Linked DNA regions of Gossypium hirsutum: region 2 is linked to region 1. Evidence: chromatin contacts called from public Hi-C data. All regions are on one chromosome and are shown on one strand. The core of a region is the stretch at or near the end of the contact, and the rest is flanking DNA. Distances in the headings are between cores, read along the strand shown.

Region 1 (4,571 bases), core at 1,181-3,680:
ATTAAAAAAGGAAGAAAACTGAATCGAAACAACAGCCAAATGAAGAAGGGCACATAGTGCAAATAAGCCATAGGGCCTAAACGCGCGGATCCTTCCCTCGGGTCGGGTCACCACGCGAATCTGAGGCTTCTAAACGGCGTCGTTTTTAAAGCTACTGAGGCATGCTTAAAACAGCGCTGTTTCTTTCACATATGTAAACTAAAATAAACCTAAACAAACCAGCATCCTATCATTCTTCTAAAAAAAAAAGAAACTGAAGAACCCTAAAGGTTCTCTGCGCCGCTCCATGCCCAGGCTAACCGAAGGCCATTCATCTTCCAACTGACTCCGATTGCGACGGAGTAGAAGGAAAGTCGACAACCAGGTAAGCTTTGACCCTCTAACTCCTATTTTCGTTTATTTTTGCACCGAATATGGAATATATAAAAAAATCCAAAGAAAAAAATTTGCAATCACCTTTCGAGTTTTTCTTTTTTCGATTTCTCTGAATTTTTTTTTTGTATTCAATATGTGTGTAACCGATTATAAAGGTTTCGCCTTTTGTTTTATAGGCTGAAAAAATAAACAAAAATGAAAATACAATTTTTCTCCTTTCTGCTACGTTGTTTGCTCTATTTGCAGGTACGGCGTACAGAGTCGGGGACGTGGCGTGTACGGTGGCCAGCTGGAGGCGCGTGGTGGTGCTACATGCGTGGGGAGTGGCTCGGCAGCGGCGCATCAGCCATTAGGGTTTTCGGCTTTTGTTTCTGTGTTGGGTTTTGGGCTTCTGTAATCGGGCCGGGGTTTAGGCCTTTTTGGGCCAATTGGTTTGTAATCTGGACTGGACTATGTAAATGGACTTTGCCCGTTTATTGAATTTGGTTGTTTTTTTAGAGTTTATTGGGCCGAGTAATAATTGGGCCATTACAGGAGTAAATATATATTTTTAGGTAAAATTACTTAAATGATACTCAAGTATTTTTATTAGGCAAATTTAAAGAGCCAACAATTTTTATGAAATGTTGGCTTAGCCGCAATATTTTCAATTCTACAAAAATACTTGTCGATCAAAGTAAGTAATAAGCAGTTATTCATGAATTACCCAATTATTTAAATTAACTAAGCATATGAATTGGAGGTTCAATTTTGAAACAAATTAAGAAGTGATCTTAGTATTCAAATTAACAAAGAAGAAATAGCATGACACATGTAATTACTCTTATTATATATGTGATATCCATATTTTCCAACAGCACTATCTAAAATTTATTAATTTCTTTGAAAATTGTAAAATCTCTTAGTTTTATGTGTAGATGAGAAATAAGGAAAATATCAAAATTATTTTTAATTATTTTTAAGTAAAATTTTTAGTATTAATTAAAAAATTCCTTCAGTTTTTTTATTTAACTCATTAATAATGTAGTAAATTGTGGTGCATTGATGGTGCATAGGCTTCATGCACTACCCGTGCATCAAATATACTCCCTTATAATTAATATTATTTGGTCTATCGTTGTTTCCTTTTATTAATTTTGAGTTTTAAATTTTATTTTGAAAAAAAAATGTTTTATTCTTTTTTTATATTATTTAATAAAACTTCAAACTCTTTTTTTTTATAAATTTTTCTAAAAAATAAATTTTTTTCAAATAATTAATAATTCTTATATAATAGTTTTAAGAAAAATCTATATAATATTTTAAAATATATAGTTATTTTTATATCATAAAAATTAAAGTTAATTATAAAGTAAATATTAAATACATTCAAATGGATTTTTTTTCTCTAACCCTATCTTTTCGAAGGTTGATAATTTAGAAGTTTACTGTTCATCAATCCCATAATGGACAAGCAAATGATCGATATTTGACTTGATAATTAAACTTCTGCTTTAATTGTTGTTCATGTTTTAAAAAGTATCTACACTTTGCTAAAACTAATCAAATAATAGTATGTTATATTAAATCTAATAATTAGTTTGATAAATTTTAATGATCCAAAATAGTAGCTTATCCAATAAGACTTATTATGATAATTTTTTATTGATTTATTATGATAATTCCAATAATGATAATTTTAAAGAATGCCTCCCCACCCCCCACCCCCATAATTCAGTTGCAAAACCTTAATATTAGATTATTGAATCAACTTTTTTTTTAACTTTTTATCTATTTTAAAGTTTTTGTAAGAGAGACCCCTTAAGTGAGTGCTGCTTAATACACTAGTTTGAGAAAAAAAAAAAGAAAAAAAGAAGAAGCACGGAAGTAGAACCATTATTCTATTTTAAAGTTTTATAAGGTAGACGTAGTTAATTACATCTTATAAATCCCTAGTTGAAGCAGATGCACACCAATCTTAAAATAAAACTAAAAAGCATGAAAATGGCTGAAACTGAGCCCACCACATCGATGTAGACGCAACCAGCCGTTTGGTCAAAATAATCCGAGTTGTATCGATAGTGTGCCGGTGAGCGGCATTATTGCATAAAAGATTGGTTGACATCGACCCACGGCACCGCCCACAATCTTTGCTAAAAATGACAAAGTTGCTGAGTAGATTTTAAAGTTAAATTTGAATACAGAAATAACATGTGATGATTTTGACTCGAGTGTTTCGCTTTGCCTAAAGGAATGGAAATGTTTGTCGTAATCAACGTTGCTTATCTCTCTATCAAATGACCCTTAATCAAAAGGGGATGTTGGAAGGAATTGAAGAACCAGACGTAGTGGAGAGAGCATTATCATGTCTGTTGTATTCAATGGAATTCCGATTTCTAAAGACGGTGTCTTTTCACAATCGGTGATCATCATAATATTCAACAATAAATGGGTGAAGTTCACCCCATCAACAAGTTCAAAGGTTTACCCCTAAACAACAAACCTAAAAGGTACAAAAGGCTAGAATCTAAACCCTTGGAATTAAAGCCGAAGCTGGTCAAATAATCTGCATGCCATATAGAGAAAACGCGACAAGAGGAAATCGAAGTCACAAATAGGGATGAACAAAATTCGATTCGAAAAATTTTAAAAAATTAAATTTCGAGTTAATCGAATCGAATTATTCAAATTCGAGTCAAGTTAAATTTTACAATTCAAACAATTTTGATAATTCGAATAACAGATTAGTGTACATACTCGTTTGATCCCTATCAATTTTAAAAATCAGCAAATTAATCACTCTCAACAAAAATTACAAAAAAATTAAAATAATTTTTAAAATTCAAAATATTTATAAAAATTCTATAATTTATATTTTTTTAGAAATATATATAAATTCTAAAAAATATAAAGAAAGTTAAAAATTTTAAAATTTTCTAAAATAATAATTTTGGGACCTAAATAAGTTAATTAATTATTCAAGTTTATCATACTAAAGTATCTTATTTTCTATTATTTTGTTTCAAAAAAGTTTTGAAATATATATAATTTTAAATTTATGTGCTCTAACATGGAATTAGTTATATTGTAACAAGATTTTAATTCGACGTGTTTAGTATTTTTAATTTAACTCAAACAATTTCACTTAACTCAACTCGAAAAAATTTCAAATCAAGTTAAGATGATAAAATAGGACTTGCTACCTTAATTAACTAGCAAATTTTCACTCGATTCAATCAAATGCTCACCCTAGTCACGAAAGAGCTTAATCATGATAAAGAAATAAGAGAGCAATACTATCTATAGCCAGAGATTAAAGTCAAAAGTCGACACTGAACTGTCAGGTATCAAGTGAAGGAGGACTTAGGCCCATAAGAAAAGAAAATAACTACACAAGCAAATAAGCCCCACAATCAGGCTTTTTGATTAGAATAATACAAAAAAAAACTTATTACTGAAATAATATAGGTTGAAATTTTTTTTAACATAAATAATATGGGGTGACTTGAACCAAGGCTAAATCGCCATTTAAGGTTACGATTTGGGGTATTAATGAGCATCAGTAGATATTATTAGGGATTGGTGTTCGCACAGAAGGTATAATAATGTGAGACCTAAATCATGCATTGAAGTGGCGATTTGAGGCTTCTTGTCTATGGTAGGTGAGCAAGGACTCTTTGCTGCCTCAAGGACCCAAATTATCCCTCGAGGTGGAGATTTGGTGCAAAGATTCTCCACTCCCCTACCACGGACAAGACTAATCATTCCAGGAATCCCATAATTAACACCACTTTTTGTATAAAAAGAAAGTGAGAAATGATTCAAACAACCCTAAAAAAACCACATTCTAGCCAAAAGCATTCAAAACAAAACAGACCTAAAAAAACGATCACCATTTGTAAAGAATTGTTGTGTAAAAAAAGAATTATATAGAAAAACCCTAAACCACTTATCAACCCTACGTAAGTAAAAAATTTTATTGTAAATCTTATTTTGAATTTTTTAGATTTTAAATGTTTAACATTGTTGTTTTTTAAGGTTCGAAGAGTGGAAAAGAAAGCATTGGAAAAAAATGTAAGCTAAATTGTCATGTAGATTTGGCTAGTTTAAAAATGATGATTATAAATTTTTATGTTTGTAAACCTTGACCCCACATTGCATCCAACCCGAACCACATAGTTGGATCATCAAGCCCTACTGTCTAATTCTAGGACATT
Region 2 (4,571 bases), core at 620-3,119, 48 kb before region 1:
GAGGGGGTTTAAATCCTTTAAATTCAAACTCTCCTGATGATTTCAATGGCATAGCAAGGAATGAAAACAATGCTATGGGGGCAAGGGAAAACAACCAAGACAATGCTATGGTAATGTAGTTGTTGCTTGTCTTGATAACAATATTGATTTTAGTGATTTGGGTAGGGAAATGAACTTAGAGGATAGAGTTGGGAAGTAAATCCCATAGGATTAGTGTTATTGGGTCTGAAGTTGTTGTCGATTCTACTACTATCTAAATATGGGTTTAGCTACGCTGTATCTCCCATCACTATGATACTTATAAGTTGGAATGTTAGGGGTCTGGATCAACACCTAGTATCATACTATTTTGTGTGATTGACGTGTAAGTATTAGGCTTGAAAATATAAAAAAGTGTGGGTGAAATGAGATTTTAAAATTTTTTTTATACAATTTTATAAAATAAAAGAGAAACTTCAATTTATAGTGTTTGACTTTTAATTTTTTTACTTTTACTACTTCAAATTTCCACCTGTTTCTCCTTGCGTTGGCCATAATTTTATTGTTTTCTATGCAGAAAAACTTGTGATATGGAAAAAAATAATGAAAGTATTATTACAGCTTTTTAATGTGTGTTGGCATTTTCTTTTCGATTAATATTTACAATATCTATATATGGGGATGTATTATGTTGAAATTGGAAGGACATTTGCGATAAAAACGAAATAAATGATATGATCCTTAAATCCTAGCAAGTGGGGTTGTTTCTCACTTCTTAACGTGCAAATACTATGAGGTTTGGGGGGATGCACCCTACCTGCCCAAAACATGCACGTGGACCCATCAATCCAATCACCTTTCATAAATAATATGTGAAAATGAATGATTTAATATTTCCTACTTCGAAATTATTATATATTTTTATACAACATTTATTAATGTTCGTAGAGTTTAAAACCTCCAATGATAATATATTAAATATTTTTTATTATTTTAAAATTTTGAATGTTTGAGTTAGCTTGGGATAGATGGGAGGCAAGGGGGTTTATATGTTTTCAAAATTAGTGTACGTGTTTTGCTTGGTTTAGAAAATAATCAATCAATGCAACATGGAATGTCATGCGTATCTTATATTAATGTATAGAAATCACTTTTTAACAATAAAAATAGAATAAGTAATTTACTCTTTGATCTAAAGTAAAAAGACTAATTTATTTATTTTTTTAATAGAAAAAAAATATAATTCGATTCTTAATATAGAGACTCCCATAATACATTTTAAGTATAAATAAAATATAAATGATTTAAATGTATACTTATATGATGAAATGTTGGGTGTTAATTATATATGTTAAAATAATTTCCATAAATGATATATTTAGGAAATAAAAAAAAAAAAAGAACAGAGATGGGGTATCCTGGCACATGGATAGCAAAGTCAGATATGGAGAATACAAATTCGTTTTTTTTTTTGATATGATTTAGAAAAGAAAAGCAGCTTCCAGTTGACTCAACCACTTGTAAAGCCATCAACTTTGCTTTCTAGCATTGCATGTGGTGGGTTTTCTCGAGGCTTCAATTTATTTCATTACATCCTTTGTTTTTCTCAGAGTTTTCAACATTAAATATTAGCAATGGGGAATTCAAAGTTGGAATTGTATGAAGTTGAAATCCTTTAGCAATAACATCAGTATGCAATGCAATGATTTACTATCTCTTTATCACTTACGATTAATTTAGTAGAATGTGTAAGTATTAAGGGTTGATTATATTATAACAATAATAATTTTCATCATCCAAAAAATATTAAACCATATAAATGGATTTTGAATTTATTCTTGGTTTCGATGATTTATTTACTGATAATGATACAGTAGGCCAATTGCCAAAAGACATTTTTAAGTTTTTATTTAATTGCTCACCAATAGCACAACAGACACAGCCTTGTAGTTATCTCAAACTTTAGGGGCATTCTTCTACATTCCTTTTTATAAAATCCTCCCTCCTAAATTCCATCCTCCCATTCACAACCTCCAATCTTTCTCCTCAAATACCCAGACACTTTCATTTTTTTCTCCTTCATTTCATAATTTGCCGGGAAAATGTCGCCGGGGCTTGGGAAATGCAGCAAAATCCGCCACATTGTGAGGCTTCGCCAAATGCTCCGGCGGTGGAGAAACAAGGCCCGCGTGTCGGCCAGTCGCATCCCGTCCGATGTGCCGGCGGGACATGTGGCGGTCTATGTGGGGACGAGCTGCAGGAGATTTGTGGTGCGGTTGACGTACCTGAACCACCCCGTCTTTAAGAAACTCCTTATCCAAGCCGAGGAAGAGTACGGCTTCACTAATCAAGGCCCGTTGTCCATCCCCTGCGACGAGACCGTTTTCGAAGAAGTGATCCGATTTATTTCCCGTTCGGATTCGGGTCACTCCGGTAAGTTCACGTGCATCGAGGACTTTAAAGGAAACTGTCACGTAGGAATCAGGAGTAATTTCGATTTGTGGACCGAATCTCGACCGTTACTTCATGGGTTCGTTGAGAAAACAATTTGGTAATTCAGGAAACAGTGAGAACAAAAAGGAAACCGCTTTGATTCTTACCCGGGTTTTTCACTCAGTTCTGAATTAGCTCGAGTGAACAATTCATTATACGCTGTTGAAGCAAGTGAGTTGGCCGAGTTGAGAAGCTGGTTACTAATTCATAGTGGGGTTTTCATTTTTTATTTTTTATTTTTAAAAATTGGTTGATATTGGGGGCAAAATGAACCGAGTCAATAATGATAGCTCCGGAAATGCATGGAGATGGCAGAGAAAGGTGGGTGAGCTACCCAGCGAGTCGTCCCGAGTTCGAATCGGAATGGGAGCAAAGGAAAAAGGTATCGAATCGAGACATTGAGACTATTCAACTCAAGTCTCAAGAAGAAAACAAGAACAAAGTGATTTTGTGTAAATTCTGAGATTTATTGATTGGTGAAGAAAACAATGTACAGATATTAATTCCATCAATATGTTCAATTATTTCCATTATTAATTTAATTTTCAATTTCTTTTTTTTTTTACTTTCGATGTTTTTTGAAAATTGCAATTTTAATTTATTAATATTAGCAGATGAATTACAAATTGTAATTTTACAATCATGTGGCAGCCGTTAGCTTTTTTTTTTTTTTGATATAAGCAAAATAAACTGAAAAGATTATAATAAAAATGATTTTTGGTGAAATAACTAAAATAAACTGAAAATATTACAATAAAAAAGAACTAATTCCCCGATGAGAAAACTACAAAAACTTGAAGACCTTCTCTCCTTTCTTTAATTTGTTTTGAGATTCCATCAGCTTATCCATTAGGTTCTAAAGGGATATGTCGAATGTCCTAATATTTTATTCTAAATAAATTTTGGTGAATTCTCTTTATTAGAGTAGAGCCTAACTCTACGCGCCTCATTTTGAATTGCTATGACTACCTTCATATTGTCAGTTTGAATTATCACGTTGTTGTATTTTCACTCTAAAAAAAGTGTTAATTTTTAAATTATTATTAATGTTATTTTTTTTATAATATTAGAGGTAGAGACACAATATAGACTCATATTAAATGGATGTTTAACAGAAAAATTAAATATAATTTTATACAAGGTAAAACTACTGTTGTTATCATTATATTTGATATATTATCACTATAAAAAACTTATGCACCTTAAATACATCATAATGCATCGTATTATTAATGAGCCTAATAAGAAAAAGTTATAGTAAATGCTTCAAATTTCTCATTCTCATTCTTTTTTATTTTTGGAAGTGTAGACAATTGTATAAGTTAAATTCCAGCCCAGAGTAGTGAAATGAAAAAAAAAGGGTGGGTGTTGAAGGTATTCGGTTGCTGATAGTCTAAAATTTATATATGTAATTATTTGTCGAAAAAGTCTCTATAATTATGAGTTTCTCAATATTATCGAATTTAATCAATAAATTTTGTTTAATCTCAACAGCATGAAATTTTATTCAATATTTTTTAGAACTGTAAAATAATATTTGATATAGAACTTAATAAATTATATACTAAGATCTGTCATAAAAAATCATCAAGAATACAGCTAGATGTGAAAGCGTACCTGAATTCATCGATTTCTTGAAATCTTCATATCTTATGGTTTTGATATTCCAAATTAACACACAAGTAATCTAGAGAAGGTGACTCTCTCTTTTCTAAAGATGGGATATTAAAAAAAATTAACCTATGTGTAATTTAGGAACCATAGCCCTAATATATAACTTTTGCACATTAACCTAATTTCTAATCAGTCTATCATTAATTAGAAATTAGTTACTTGAGTATCTACACATATTTGGTCAATACTTTATTTAATAACTAAAGCCCAATAAACCTTAAACAAATTAGATCACTTTTAATTTGTGTTAACCTTTTATGATAGTAAATAATAACATGCATGTAATTACTCTTATTATATATGTGATGTCTATATTTTCCAACAATCTCCCACTTGGACTACATATATATACCGATTATCTTATAATTACATGTCATTATATAACCTTATGAGCTCAAAACCTTGCTATTATATCCAAAAGGCAT

What was found. Hi-C and Micro-C count contacts between places; a contact is called where the count stands out from the background.
Region 2: a contact with region 1 is called in a Hi-C map of leaf, with 2.3 times the contacts expected there. The contact joins the promoter of LOC121213894 here to the enhancer-like site in region 1. A contact is called at or near these places in 6 of 34 Hi-C or Micro-C datasets (fibers, leaf and petal).

Annotation. Positions count from the first base shown.
Region 1 is chrD01:17,781,055-17,785,625 of Gossypium_hirsutum_v2.1, reverse strand. No RefSeq gene overlaps it. Among protein-coding and RNA genes, the nearest start is that of LOC121213893, 9.6 kb to the right of the region's middle. Within about 2 kb of position 2,430, at least 3 of the 9 cell types and tissues checked have an H3K27ac peak or open chromatin away from gene starts, as enhancers often do. A contact at or near this core is called in leaf, where this site is marked.
Region 2 is chrD01:17,828,822-17,833,392 of Gossypium_hirsutum_v2.1, reverse strand. It overlaps LOC121213894 (auxin-induced protein 6B), which reads left to right and starts at 1,869. Exons shown (of 1, transcript XM_041087237.1): 1 at 1,869-3,009. The coding sequence starts at 2,082. The coding sequence ends at 2,534.